Regions from separate parts of the Mus musculus genome. Here region 1 is linked to region 2. The links are chromatin contacts, called in public HiChIP or PLAC-seq maps. All regions are on one chromosome and are shown on one strand. The core of a region is the stretch at or near the end of the contact, and the rest is flanking DNA. Distances in the headings are between cores, read along the strand shown. Region 1 has its middle 8.8 kb from the start of Gm46159. Region 2 holds the start of Mgat4f (MGAT4 family, member F).

Region 1 (6,375 bases), core at 540-3,039, 150 kb after region 2:
TCACAACCATCTGTAATGGGATCCAATGCCCTCTTCTGGTGTGTCTGCAGACAGTGACAATGTACTCATATACATAAAATAAATCTTTTTTTTTTTTTAAATGAAGAAAGCATCTTCTCTTTTAAAGGGGAGGGGAAGAACATGGATCTGATGTGCACACAGGGAGTGTGTCTGAAAGGAAATAAAACTTGAGACATGTGATTCATGTAATTTATGTCAAATAGCCCAAAGAGTTGTTTGTGAGCTTTGAAACCTGGGGCTAAGAACATAGCAGAACAGGCCAGGACATGCCTGGGCAGGCCCGTCATCACATGTCCTGACTGGCCTAGTGCCTCCCTATCTCCCGCCCTTCTGACAGTCGATGTTTAAATGGACCAATCATGTAAAACCGTGCCAATTCCTCCCCCAGCCCCACCCCTTTTCTATAAAAGTCCCTAGCTTCCAAGCCTCTGGGTCAAAACCACTGTCTCCTGTGTGAGATACGTTTCGAACCGGAGCTCCGCCATTATGGCTCCACCATGTGGTCAACACCTCTGTCTCCTGTGGGCGACTACATAGTGTCGGCCCAGAGCTCCGTCATTAAACTACCTCATGCTTTTACATCAAGATGGTCGTCTGTTCGTGATTCTTGGGTGTGCGCCGAATGAAAATTGAGTGGGGGTTTCCCCACTAGGTTCTTTCATGTCCAGGGAAGGCTGGAGGTATGCTAGGGACAGAGGCTCAGAACTGCACCCCACAAGCCAGCCCTGCTGACACTCTGACCTAGGAGCCTTCAGCCATGAGTTCTGTCTTAAGTTTGTTACTTTATTACTGTAGCCCTGGCAAACAAGAAGCAAAAAATCATCTGAGACAGGATCTCTCTGTGTAGCCCTGTTTGGCCTCTAACTCACAGACATGTACCTGTTTCTGCTCTTGAGTATTGGGATTAAGGGCCTTCCTTCCTTCCTTCCTTCCTTCCTTCCTTCCTTCCTTCCTTCCTTCCTTCCTTTCTTCCTTTTTCTCTTTTGTCTGAGTTTGGCTTATTTTTCATATGATAAGACACTGTGACCATGAGCAGGTCACAGAGGGAAGAGTTTACTTCATTCGTACTTCCACAGAACAGTCCATCACTGAGGGAAGTCAGGGCAGGAGCTCAAGCAGGGCAAGAACCAGGAGGTAGGAACAGAAGCAGAAGCCGTGGAGGAAGGACATTCACTGGCTTGTTCCTTCGGGGCTTCTCAGTCTAATTTTTGTACACCCAGAACTACCCTCTCTGAGTGGCACCTCCCCAATCCCTCTCACATCAGTCATTCAATAGAATGTCCCGCAGGCTTGCCCACAGGCCAGTTTGGTTGGCAGAATTTCCTTAAGATGTTCCCTCTTCTCATATGACTCTAACCCATTGGTTCTCGACCTTCCTGATGCTTCTACCCTTTAATACAGTTTCTCATGTTGTGGTGATGCCCAACCACAGAATTATTTTGTTGCTACTTTATAACTGTAATTTTGATCCTGTTACGAATCATAGTGTAAATATCTGATATAAAGGAGATCTGATATGAGACCCCTGTGGGTGTGTCTCCCCACAGACTGAGAATGGCTACTTTAGAAGGTAAGGGTGTAGCTTCTTCAAAACCTTTTCTAATGTTAAGTATGGGAAGAAGAATTCCATTGAGTGGAGCAATCTGTTCCTTAAGTGTTGTTTGAGTGCTGTATTCAAATACACAGGATGCCAAAGGTAGGGGCATAGAAAAGACAGGATTGCTCTTTTGTCTTGATTCCATGATGTCAGAGCACCAATTGTTTTAGCCTGCTGTCTTCCCTAGTATCTGCTTTATGCAACAGGCAACTAGCTAGATGTAGGAGCACACTCAACACTATGCTGGTTCCTGAAAACTGGGAAGGGTAAGGTACGGAAGGAGCTTGTCTTGGTTGGGTTTTCCATTGCTGTGAAGAAACACCATGACCAAGGCAACTCTTATAAGGGACAACATTTCATTTGGGGCTGGCTTACAGGTTCAGAGGTTCAACCAATTACCAAGGTAGGAGCATGGCAGCATCCACACAGGCATGGCACAGGAGATGGAACCGAGAATTCTATATCTTGATCTGAAGGTTACTAGGGGAAGACTAACTTCAAGGCAGATAGAAGAGGATCTCAAAAGTCTACCCCCCACAGTGACACACGTCCTCCAATAAGGCCACACCCACTCCAACAAGGCCACACCTTCAAATAGTGCCACTCCCTGGGCTAAGCATATTCAAACCACCACAGAACTTGAAAGTTAGTTACTGAATCCCAACATTCGGTGGACAGTTTGGAGACAGGACCCAGATGAAAGCAATTACACACCAGGGGTTGGGAATCATGTCAAGGGTAATGCAGGCCACACTCCTGGGGTTCTTAGAACAGACTAGAAGCTTAGGACAGACCAGAAGATTTACTGCTTAGAGGCTTAAAGTTTGTGAAATAAGCCAGAAACACAAATACTGAAGGCCTCATGACAGTGTTGCTGTCATGAGGAAGGGACGATATAGACTTCTTTGTCTTGGATACAGTCCCACCATTATAGGTTGGTACATGGAGGAGCTGCATACCAAGGGAGTCTCCCATTAAGCCTTTCAATAGCTCTGGGAGCCGGGAGACATCAAAACTTGAGCTTCCTTTGAAGTGGGCACTGGGAAATAATGGCAGCAGCATTGACTCCACCTGACCGTGGAACCCCACGGGAGGCAACCAGGATCTCACCAGCCAGCCAGGTACAAGTGGCAGCGCAATAGGGCTGCTGTCACCTTCCTCCCATGGGCTTTGCTGGCTTGGGAGTCTCATTTGGTCATTTCCCTCCCTGACTTTATCACTGGTTGAAGATTGTTGAGAGATGATTAAGTTTTCTCTTCCTTTTCTTTTTTGAGATAGGGTTTCATTGTATAGCTCAGGCTGGTCTCAAAGTATCCACCCAAGTGTGGAGATGGTAGGCATGGCTGCCTCAAGCCTTCCTCCTGATGACATACATACACGGCAATGGAATTGTGGCCATCCTGGTGGACCATGTACCACAAGGCTTCCCATGGGCCAACAAGACAATAGGCAGTAAGGGCAGACATGGACTGATAAGCCTGAGCTCTAAGGAACACTGCCAAGAACTTGATGGAAAGCTGCCTAACTCCCTCCTCTTCCCAGGGTACAAAGAACAGAGCAATGGATCAAGATGTGATTATCGTGGGCTATACCAGAATCCCTGGGCGGCTTTGTACCCATGGACCACATGCGTGTCTGGTGCACAGTGCCCTCCAAGATCAGAAGAGGGCATCAGATTTGGGTCCTCTGCAAGAGCAAAATGTGCTGTTAACTGTTGTACTGTCTCTCCAGTCTCGAGAGGGACAGCTTTTAAGAACTACTGATGGTTTCCAGTTTTACCCTGAGCCTCTGTGGAGCTGGTCCAGAGTAGGTCCAAGTTTGTTTTTTTATAACCTTCCTGAATGAAGCAGCTAGCGTTGCAAACCACAGCCCTAGGGCTCCAGATATTTGAGGAAACAGTATGATCAGATGGTGGGTACCCTAAAAATCATTCCTCTGTCTGACATTCCAGGCCCAAACATGAAATAGAGTTTAAAAATGTGTCCCCTAACATCTTGAAGGTAGCAAACTTGAACCCAAGTCCATGGACTCAAATTCCTGCCACTTCCTTTGAATTCACTGTAACTGTCTGCATCCTGTTCCCCTACCCCATGTTAGGGATTGAATGGAGGATCTTGTACATACATGTTGGATAAGCGCTCTACTATGAAGGTCTTAGATCCTCAGACCTGCATCTGGTTCTTGTTCATTATCATTCCTGGGGATCCTGTGAAAGTTACCAAGGAGGTGAGAGTTCATCCCTATGAGGGAGTCTGTGCATGATCACAGAGGCACAAGCTCCAACCCTTCCAGCTGCTGCCTGGACTTGGACTTGGGTCTAGATAACTTCAACCTACTTTGTACCTGTCTGGCCTCTGACTTGAAAGAAAAAGTGGATTCTGAGTGTGGCTGCGGAGCAGGAAGGAGCTTGGGTCTCTGACAGGAGCCTGTCCAAGTTCATACAGCTTAATAGTGGTGTGAGCATGTCTGTTTCACTCACTCCAGGCCTCAATTATAAACCTCAAAGGTAAAAGGAGATAAATAGAGCCTGTTGGGCTGAGCTATGCCGAGGAAGGCACTGGAAGTGCTTAGCACAGCGTCTGACACGGATGTTAATTGGGATACCTCACCATGGCAACCATTTTGTAAAGTATCCCTGGGTTCTGCTGCAGAAATGTGTCCGTGGTGATATGTCGAAGACAGCACACATCTAGACTTAGAATGCCAGGGGTTGTTCTATGGTTAACATAGAGAGAAGCATGCATAGGTTTGCTGACTGGTCCACAGAACAGCCCAAACCTAAAGTGATGTGGTAAATAGGCCAAGTTCCACGAGTTCCCTCAAAGAGGAGTCTTGAGGGAAGATGCAGGGATTGATGCTAATCCCAAAGATGGGAGGAAAAAGATGACGGACCCAAATTACCACGACCAAATTAATTAAAGCAAACTTTATTTGTGTACATGGGTTGCCTCCCACTAAGGTTCAAAGGCTCAGCACTGGATGTGATGAAGGCTTTTCTAGCTCAGGGGGACAGGGGTTCCAAATAGGGGATTTGGCTGGCAAATAGTCCGGATTACAGGAGCAGAACATATGCACAACAGGTTAGTCCTAATGGCCTCCTGAAGCAAAGGTGGGCATAACAAAGTAGGCATAACAAGATAGTCATAAGTAGTCATATAACCTTTGGAAGCAAAGGTAGGGTTGCATGTTGGTCATAAACAACTTTTTGAAATGAAGACATGATCAACATTCCTGGAACAGGCAGTACAGAACCATTTGTAGTTAAGGTTATAGGTGGGGCATAGCCTTGAGAAACAGGTTTAACCATAAACAGGAATGAGTTTAGTTTATCTTCACTGAATTGGGAACAAAACACCCATGGAAGGAGTTACAGAGACAAAATTTGGAGCTGTGACGAAAGGATGGACCATCTAGTGATTGCCATATCTGGGGATCCATCCCATAATCAGCTTCCAAATGCTGACACCATTGCATACCCCAGCAAGATTTTGCTGAAAGGACCCAGATATAGCTGTCTCTTGTGAGACTACGCCAGGGCCTAGCAAACACATAAGTGGATGCTCACAGTCAGCTATTAGATGGATCACAGGGCCCCCAATGGAGGAGCTAGAGAAAGTATCCAAGGAGCTAAAGAGATCTGCAACCCTGTAGGTGCAACAACATTATGAACTAACCAGTACCTCGGAGCTCTTGACTCTAGCTGCATATGTATCAAAAGATGGCCTAGTCGGCCATCACTGGAAAGAGAGGCCCATTGGACTTGCAAACTTTATATGCCTCAGTACAGAGGAACACCAGGACCAAAAAGGGGGAGTGGGTGGGTAGGGGAGTGGGGGGGTTGCTATGGGGGACTTTTGGATAGCATTGGAAATGTAAGTGAGGAAAATACCTAATTAAAAAAAAAGATGGCTTTTGAGCCTAAGATAGAGGCAGGCTGGTTCTCCAATTAATATTTTGAGTCTTGACAAAGGGAAGACACCTCCCTGAGTTCTCCTGGTAGACAAAGCAGGTGCCTGGCTGACTGAGTGTTTGGGGTGTGGCAGCTGGTGACTGGTTGCCTCAGACTTGGGGCTAAGGGGAATGAAGAAACTGGAGGTTTGGCTGCCTCTGATTTGGTTGTTTTTGGTTTTGTTTTTGTTTTTTCCAGCAGATAAAATGCCTGCTGTGTGTCAAGACCTCTGTGAGGCCTCAGGCACGCAAGGATGAAGAAAATAGGCATGCCATTTCTAACCTCAAAAAGCATGTGTTTGGGGTCTAAAGAGAACTATGAACCTTAAACAGCCACACCTCTGTAAGACCTGCAAAACAGAAGACAAAGGTGCTAAGGGAACAGGTAACAGGGCCTGACCTTGGTGGCAGAAAGAAACTAAGGACAAGTAGTCAGAAAGGCAGAGGAGATTCAGGCCTTGGCCAGAACATGGCCCATCTGAAAGAGCCAGGGCCAGGGATGAGCTCAGCCCCACAAAAGGTGCTGGGGGGACTCTGGCACAGACAGTGGTTAGCCATGAGCTAAGCAAGGTGGCTACGCTCAAAATGCCTGTGACATGGGCTGGTGAGATGGCTCAGTGGGTAAGAGCAACCGACTGCTCTTCCAAAGGTCCGAAGTTCAAATCCCAGCAACCACATGGTGGCTCACAACCATCTGTAACGAGATCTGACTCCCTCTTCTGGAGTGTCTGAAGACAGCTACAGTGTACTTACATATAATAAGTAAATAAATCTTTAAAAAAAAAAAAAAAGCGTGTGCCACCGCTGCC
Region 2 (6,689 bases), core at 3,747-6,246:
AAAATGACTTATCTCTGCATGGAGATAGAGAATTGTACTCTGATCCCATTAATGAGTGTATCTAGACATGAGGAAGAAAGTAATTAGTACTTTGTTAGCAGTTGTTCTGGTGTTATGTATTCAAATGCTAAATTCTGTACCCCAAGGTCTGGTTGCCCCTCACACACACCAAGTGATGCTACGTAAACCCTGATCCCTGATTTAAAGTTAATTGTTTAATAAAAGCTAAAGCCTGTGATTGGGCAGTAGGGAGAGAAAGGCAGGACTAAGGATTGAGTGATGGGTCTGAGAAGAAATGAGAGGAGGAGAAGAGGAGAGAGGAGGAGGCTACAGTGAGAGATGGACCATGAGCTCATGGTCAGGAGAAACAGTAAGGGACAAAGGACACATGGCTGGGATGTCAGTTAGAATAGCTCCAAAACCTGCCCAAGCTAGGCTTACAGCTTGTAAATAAAATCAGGACTGTCGTCTATATAGGCTAGCTAGGATAAATAATTCTTCTTAAAGTACTTGACTAGAGATTAATACCCCACAGAACCACACCATAAACCCTGATTAAAATCTGTGTCAGACTTATGAGGTAGCAGTAGATGGGGGAGTGGTGGGCACTCTGGAGGGGATACTGGCTGGAGGAAGAGAGGCTTCTGGTGTCTCTCTCTAGAACACTGGGTGCCGCTCAGACATACAAACAAAAACAAAACCTACACCATGTTTTCTTGGCTCCAGAGTCAAAAGTATAAAGGAGCCAGCGGTTCTTCCATGATTCTTCCACCACCAATAGCCACCAAAGGTCACCTCACATATGCATTCCTGATTCATCCGTCCCCTTCCTTGTCTCCTCAAGGGAGTGTGAATGAGAACCGGTCCCCACAATATGCATACAAACTCTGCGTGGAAGCGATTCAAGCTTCCTGCCCTGCTTCCTGCCCTTCACCTTCTTTTAAATTCCGCCGACTCCTCACAGAGGTGATTCCTAGTCACTGTCTAGTGTAGGAAGGGGTGTGTTGAGTCTCCTTTTATCACCCTTTGATGGATCCCCAGGCAACCAAGGAGCAGAGGAGGAGCAGACACGGAAGCCAAGCATGCGGCATACTTCTGTAAACACAGCACTCCGGAGCAGAAGGAGGCTCCCAAGTTCCGGGCTCCGTAGCAAGACTCTGTCTCAAGGAGAGAAATGCAGGGGAAAGAGAATGGGGGAGGAAGGGGGGAGAGAGGAAAAAAAAAAAAACTAAAAAACTTAGAAAAGGAAGGAAAGAAACACAGAAGGCCAAGAGTAGGCGTTGAGCTTTATCGAGCTTCATCAGATGTTTACCTCAGCATCTGTTCAGCTCATCACATGCATTTCCTGTTGTGTTGGAATGTCGGCCAAAGTAGTTCCTCGTGGCAGAGGTTTACTGGGAGAAGGATAGAGACAGAGGGGAAAGAGAGAAAGACAAGGAGAAAAAGGGTCGAAGGTGAGGAAGGGTCTGCCTTTTATTTAGGCTGTGATGTAACCTGCTTGCAGGTAAGTATGGGAAGTGGATTCTGGGAATGTATGCGGTTGCCATGGCAACAGACGCCCAGGTCCCTGTCGCCTCTGTGTGACATTCTTGAGTTTGGAGAAGATCTGCCAAACCGATTCCTGATCCCAACATTTCCCTCACTCAATTATTATCTTAGTTTATAACCATCCTCATCAAAGAATCGTCGTTGTTGTTGTTATCAAAGAATCTTTCATCGCGTGTCCTTTCACTTGCTTGCTTTAGCAGAACATCCTCTCTGAATTTTTGAGACAGAATTTTTTCTGCTTAGCCCTGGCTCTCCTGAATCTTGCTTTGTAGCCAGACTGGCCTCGAAGTCAAAGATCCACCTACTTCTGCCTTCTGAATGCTGGGATTATAGGCATGAACTACTGTGTCTGGTTTGGTTTGGTTGTTTTCTTTTGTATTTTAGTCTTTTTAATTCGTTGCTAAGGATTGAAAGCAAGGCCTCCTGCACACGCTGGTTAAGCCCCTTACCACTGATCTATATCCCAGCACTCCCACCCTGTTTTGCTTTACTTTTTATTTTAGACAAGGGCTCACTAAGTTATCCAGATTGGCCTGGAATTTGTGACCTTCATACATGGTTTCTGGTAGCTCCTACACTATACTGTACTTCTTCATGTTTAGGATTATCAGAAATAAGAATGTTTCCAATAGGAGTAACTTTGAATATTTTATTAATATTCTTATTATAGTTTAGCCATGAAATATTTTTGTTTAAGTTTTAGAGAGGAGTTTATTATAAGTTTATTTGTGGGACCTTAAGCAGGCAGAGGCAGAGACCCTGTTTTCCCAAGAAATCTTTATTCCAAGAAGTCTGAGCTCTAAACCCAGGGCTCCACCAATGTGCACAATTAGAACCTAGATTTTCTTGTTTTTGTGTGTATGTGTGTGGTATGTGTACTTGTTCAAGTATTTTGTGCACTCGTGCATGCAGGTGCCCGTGTACCTGTGATGAGTGTGGATGTATATGGAAGCCAGATTGTATATGTATATCAATTCCAGGGTTTTCCTCTGTTGGGTTCTTCTCTGTGCAGTCATTCCCACAATCAATTTTATTTATTTACTTAATCTATCTACTTATTATTTATTTATATTTGTATGGGTGTTTTATCTCTGTGTATATCTATACACCATATGCAGCATTCATGGTGCATCATGTCTCCTGGAACTGGAGTTCTAGATAGGTGTAAGCCACCACTTGGTGACTGGCCAACTCGAACTTCTTTCTTTTAAAAGATTTATTTATTTATTTATTTATTTATTTATTTATTTAATGTATATGTGTACACTGTAGCGTATAGATGGTTGTGAGTCTCCATGTGGTTGTTGGAAATTGAATTTTTTTAGGACCTCTGCTTGCTCTGGTCAGCCCACTCGCTCCAGTCAGCCCTGCTCCTTCAGTCCCTGCTTGCTCCAGCCCAAAGATTTATTTATTATTATACATAAGTACACTATTGCTGACTTAAGACACACCAGAAGAGGGCATCAGATCTCATTACAGGTAGTTGTGAGCCACCATGTGGTTGCTGGGATTTGAACTCAGGACCTTTGGAAGAGTAGTCAGTGCTCTTGCACGCTGAGCCATCTTGCCAGCCCCAAAGACCACCTGAAGCTTCTGCCACTCTGATTTACCCTTGAACTGTGAGCCAAAATCAACAATCCCTTCCTTTAATTGCTTTGTTAACTAATTTTGTTCCAGCAACATGTAAGATAACTAATACAGCCATCTCCATGGAAAATAAATAGGCTTAGAACTTTACAGTGTCTTCTATATAAAAATTCATCCTATACTTCTGTTAGAAAAATACAGAGAAACCAACCACCATGACAAGCATAGAGGGAGGAGCAAAAAGAGTCTGTATAATAGTAAAGATATCAAATAGTTCAGGGAAACTGAAAGAGACACAAACATACTCAGTTAATAGGTATTTACACGAATTTAAAAAGAGTCTTTCCACAGTGGTACTGGAAGAATGGGATATCAGTTGTTTAAAAAAAACAAACAAACAAAAAAGAACTTCGGCACCTACTTCATTCCATACATATAAAGTATTTTGAGATGAATTATAAGACTGAAGGTAAAAATGATTCTTTTGAGGAAGACCAGGAGGAGAAGAGGAAGAGGATGAGGTAGAAGAAAAGGAAAAGGAGGAAGAGAAGAGGAGGATGAAGTAGAAGAGGACGCCGGGAAGAGGAGGAGGATAAGGAGTGTCTTAGCTACTTCTCTATTGTAGTCTCCCATAAGCCTGAAGCAGGCTAAGCCAGAACTTGACCTTGCAGCCACTAAGGTGATTATCTAGGGTGGAGCCTTCCTCCCTGGATCACTCTATTGTTCTGCTGCTGCTGCTGTTCCTCTTCAAGATACTGCTACCAGCTGAGAGCCCCCCCCCCCCAGCTATTCTGGAAACTACGCCCTATCCTGCACATCATCACCTGCAGCTGGTTCCAGGCTCCAAGAATGAATTGGTGGGGATGGACTTTCCCCCCTCTTTTATAAAGCATGTCCGCCATTAAAAATTTGAACCTTGAACAGACTAGCATGTCTTGGTTCCATTATTTCCCAACCCGCCTAGGCTCCCTCTTTTCTTCCAGATTCCAAGATGCCTTCCAGGCTCGAACCCGGACATGTGAACCACTGGCCGGCACCAACACTCTATTGCTGTCATAAGACACCATGACCAAGGCAACTGATAGAAGAAAGACTTTGTTGGCCTACCACTGAAATGGCTTATCATTTTAGAGGGTTAGAGTCCATGACCATCATGGTAGGGAGCATGGCAACAGGTTTCCAGGCATGGCACCAGAGCAGTAGCTGTGTGCTCACATCTTGAGACACAGCCACAAAGCAGAGACAGTGAGGATGGCACCAGTGTTTTGAAACCTCAAAGCCCACCCCCCAGTGACACACCTCCTCCATCAAGGCCACACCCCCTGATCCTTCCCAAACAGTTCCACCAACAGGGGACTAAGTACTTGAACACAAACCTATAGAGGACATTTTCATTCAGATTCCCAACAGGGAGAAGGAACAATGCTACTGGAAATACAATCTCAGTAGTGATAAAGAACAGATTAAAAAGGGGGGGGGGAGGTGGGGGGGGACTTCAGAAGGCCACTGGACACTTCTAAGCACAAAAAACAACTGGATATTTGAGAACAATTTTGTGGTGATCTCCCAGGCTGCACAGAGCAGCAACTGAAGACACAGATGGCAGTGAATAGCCCATGCGCCCTTTGATAAAAAAGGGACAACTCAGAATTCATACTTGTTGACTCAAACTAGCAGGCAATACTCAAATTTCAAGTAGCAAGACTGAAGGCTGGTTTTGAAACTATGTTTCCTCCTCACCTCATCAAGGAGGTGTTTGATGTAAGGCTGGTTGACACATGGTCCCCATTCAAGCTGAACAATGGTTGTCAGGTGGGGCTTCCTGGGAGGGGTGACTAGCCTTAGCAGCTTCAGAGAAGCCACTCTGGGACTGCATCCCTCAACATTAAGTTGTTTTCTTCTTGTTTTCAGAGAAAATCCTTATTCCAGTTAAGCTTCAAGCAGCATTTTCTACTAGCCAGAAAGACTTCTATGGAAATTGCACTCAAAACATAATGATGATGTGGTCCTGTTTAGGAATTTCTGGTTTCTTTCAGGTTTCTATGGATCCTAGCAGTTCACAATGAAGAAAGCACGCCAAGTCCTTCTGTATTTATTCAAAACCTTGTCTATCTACCTAACAAAATCCCAGAAAGGAAAATGCCCAAAAGTAAGTATGGGTTTGAGAGATGAGATCTAATTCATGTATCACTAACCCCCTACCAGAAGATGTTGGTTTGAATTTAATACTTAACCCTAAATTTCCTCTTCATTAAAAACAAATTATTATGGGAACTAGACAGGCTTAGTGGTTAGGAGAGCTGGCTGTTCTTCCAAGGGACCCAGGTTTCATTCCCAGCACCCACCCAGTGGCTCACAATATGTATATATGGTCTATAACTACAGTTCCAGAGGATTCAACACCCTCTTCTGGCCTCTGCATGCACCAGACACATATGTAGTCCACAGACTTACATGCAGGTAAAATACCTATACATATATATAAAAGAAGTATCTATCACAACCTGCCAGTGGCCTTTGCCAAGGAATTGAAGTTGAATTGGAGAGTCAGCAGAACTAGTGTTGTAGTAATAATTATTTAAATCCTGCCCTGAGGTTTCTACCCAGCCTTGGCTATTTAAGTTCCCAGACAAAAGACATACGCAACCTTTTTATTTATAATTAGCCTTAAACAGCACAATAGCTGGGTGAATACCTACCCTCCATGCTATTAGAATCTACTTTCCTATCGATAACCCCGAATCATTACTTACTATGTTCCATCTGGGCTGTTCTTAACTTCAGTTGGCCAGCCCTCAGGGTCTTGTTCTTATGGCTCACATAACCCATGGTGGCTTCTTCCTCCACCTGCACTCTCTTCCCTCATGGTCCTCCTCAGACTCCAAGCCCAAAACCCTAAACTCTACCTATGTCTCTTCTGCCCAGCTATTGACTGTTGGCATCTTTATTTACCAATCAGAAATAACTTGGGGGCAGGGTCACTCAGCATCTTACGTGAAGACTCTCTCTAGGGGCAGCCAGTCTTGGGGACCCCAAATTAGTAGTAGAATAAGCAGCACTAGGCTACCCACTACAGTAGAGGACTCTAAGCTAGTGCCTTTCCTGGCATTCTGTGAAACTTTTATTTCAAATAGCTCACAGAGAAACAAAGACAAACATACTGAGTGTTTCTCATTGCTATCACAGATATGCTCAGGATCCAGAATGCCTCATAGGAAATTGGGATTTACAAAATGTCTTGGGCACAATAAGCTGCATTGCTGAGGAGGGAGGGAACATCTTACTCAGGGCATTCCTCCCAGGGGAGTAAACAAAGATCTTTGGGAACAGAATTCACATCGCAGGATAGTGTAGGGAAGTCTGTCATGTTACATGTCACCCAGATTTGTTTAAGTCTGTGTATAGACATATATGGCCACATGCACAGAATGGAATTGGTTCTCTCCTTCCACCATACAGGTCCCAGGGATGGGGCTGGTAGCAAGAGCTATTACCTACTGTGTCATCTCTACAGCCTCCATATTGTCTTCTTGGCAACATATCCCTTCCAGTTC

The links. HiChIP or PLAC-seq counts read pairs in DNA pulled down with a chosen protein or histone mark.
Region 1: an H3K27ac HiChIP or PLAC-seq map of embryonic stem cells shows a contact between it and region 2, with 10 read pairs. The contact joins the enhancer-like site here to the promoter of Mgat4f in region 2. A contact is called at or near these places in 3 of 39 promoter capture datasets (the HPC-7 cell line, neutrophils and pre-B cells), 3 of 484 Hi-C or Micro-C datasets (the HL-1 cell line, the HPC-7 cell line and bone marrow-derived macrophages), 3 of 115 datasets of contacts at active chromatin or transcription factors (all in embryonic stem cells) and 3 of 9 other capture datasets (adipose tissue, liver and macrophages).

What each region holds. Positions count from the first base shown.
Region 1 is chr1:134,533,537-134,539,911 of GRCm38.p6, forward strand. No RefSeq gene overlaps it. Among named protein-coding and RNA genes, the nearest start is that of Gm46159, 8.8 kb to the left of the region's middle. Within about 2 kb of position 1,790, at least 8 of the 459 cell types and tissues checked have an H3K27ac peak or open chromatin away from gene starts, as enhancers often do. A contact at or near this core is called in embryonic stem cells, where this site is marked.
Region 2 is chr1:134,380,944-134,387,632 of GRCm38.p6, forward strand. Mgat4f (MGAT4 family, member F) reads left to right here and starts at 4,997. Exons shown (of 4, transcript NM_173771.4): 1 at 4,997-5,284. The coding sequence starts at 5,275.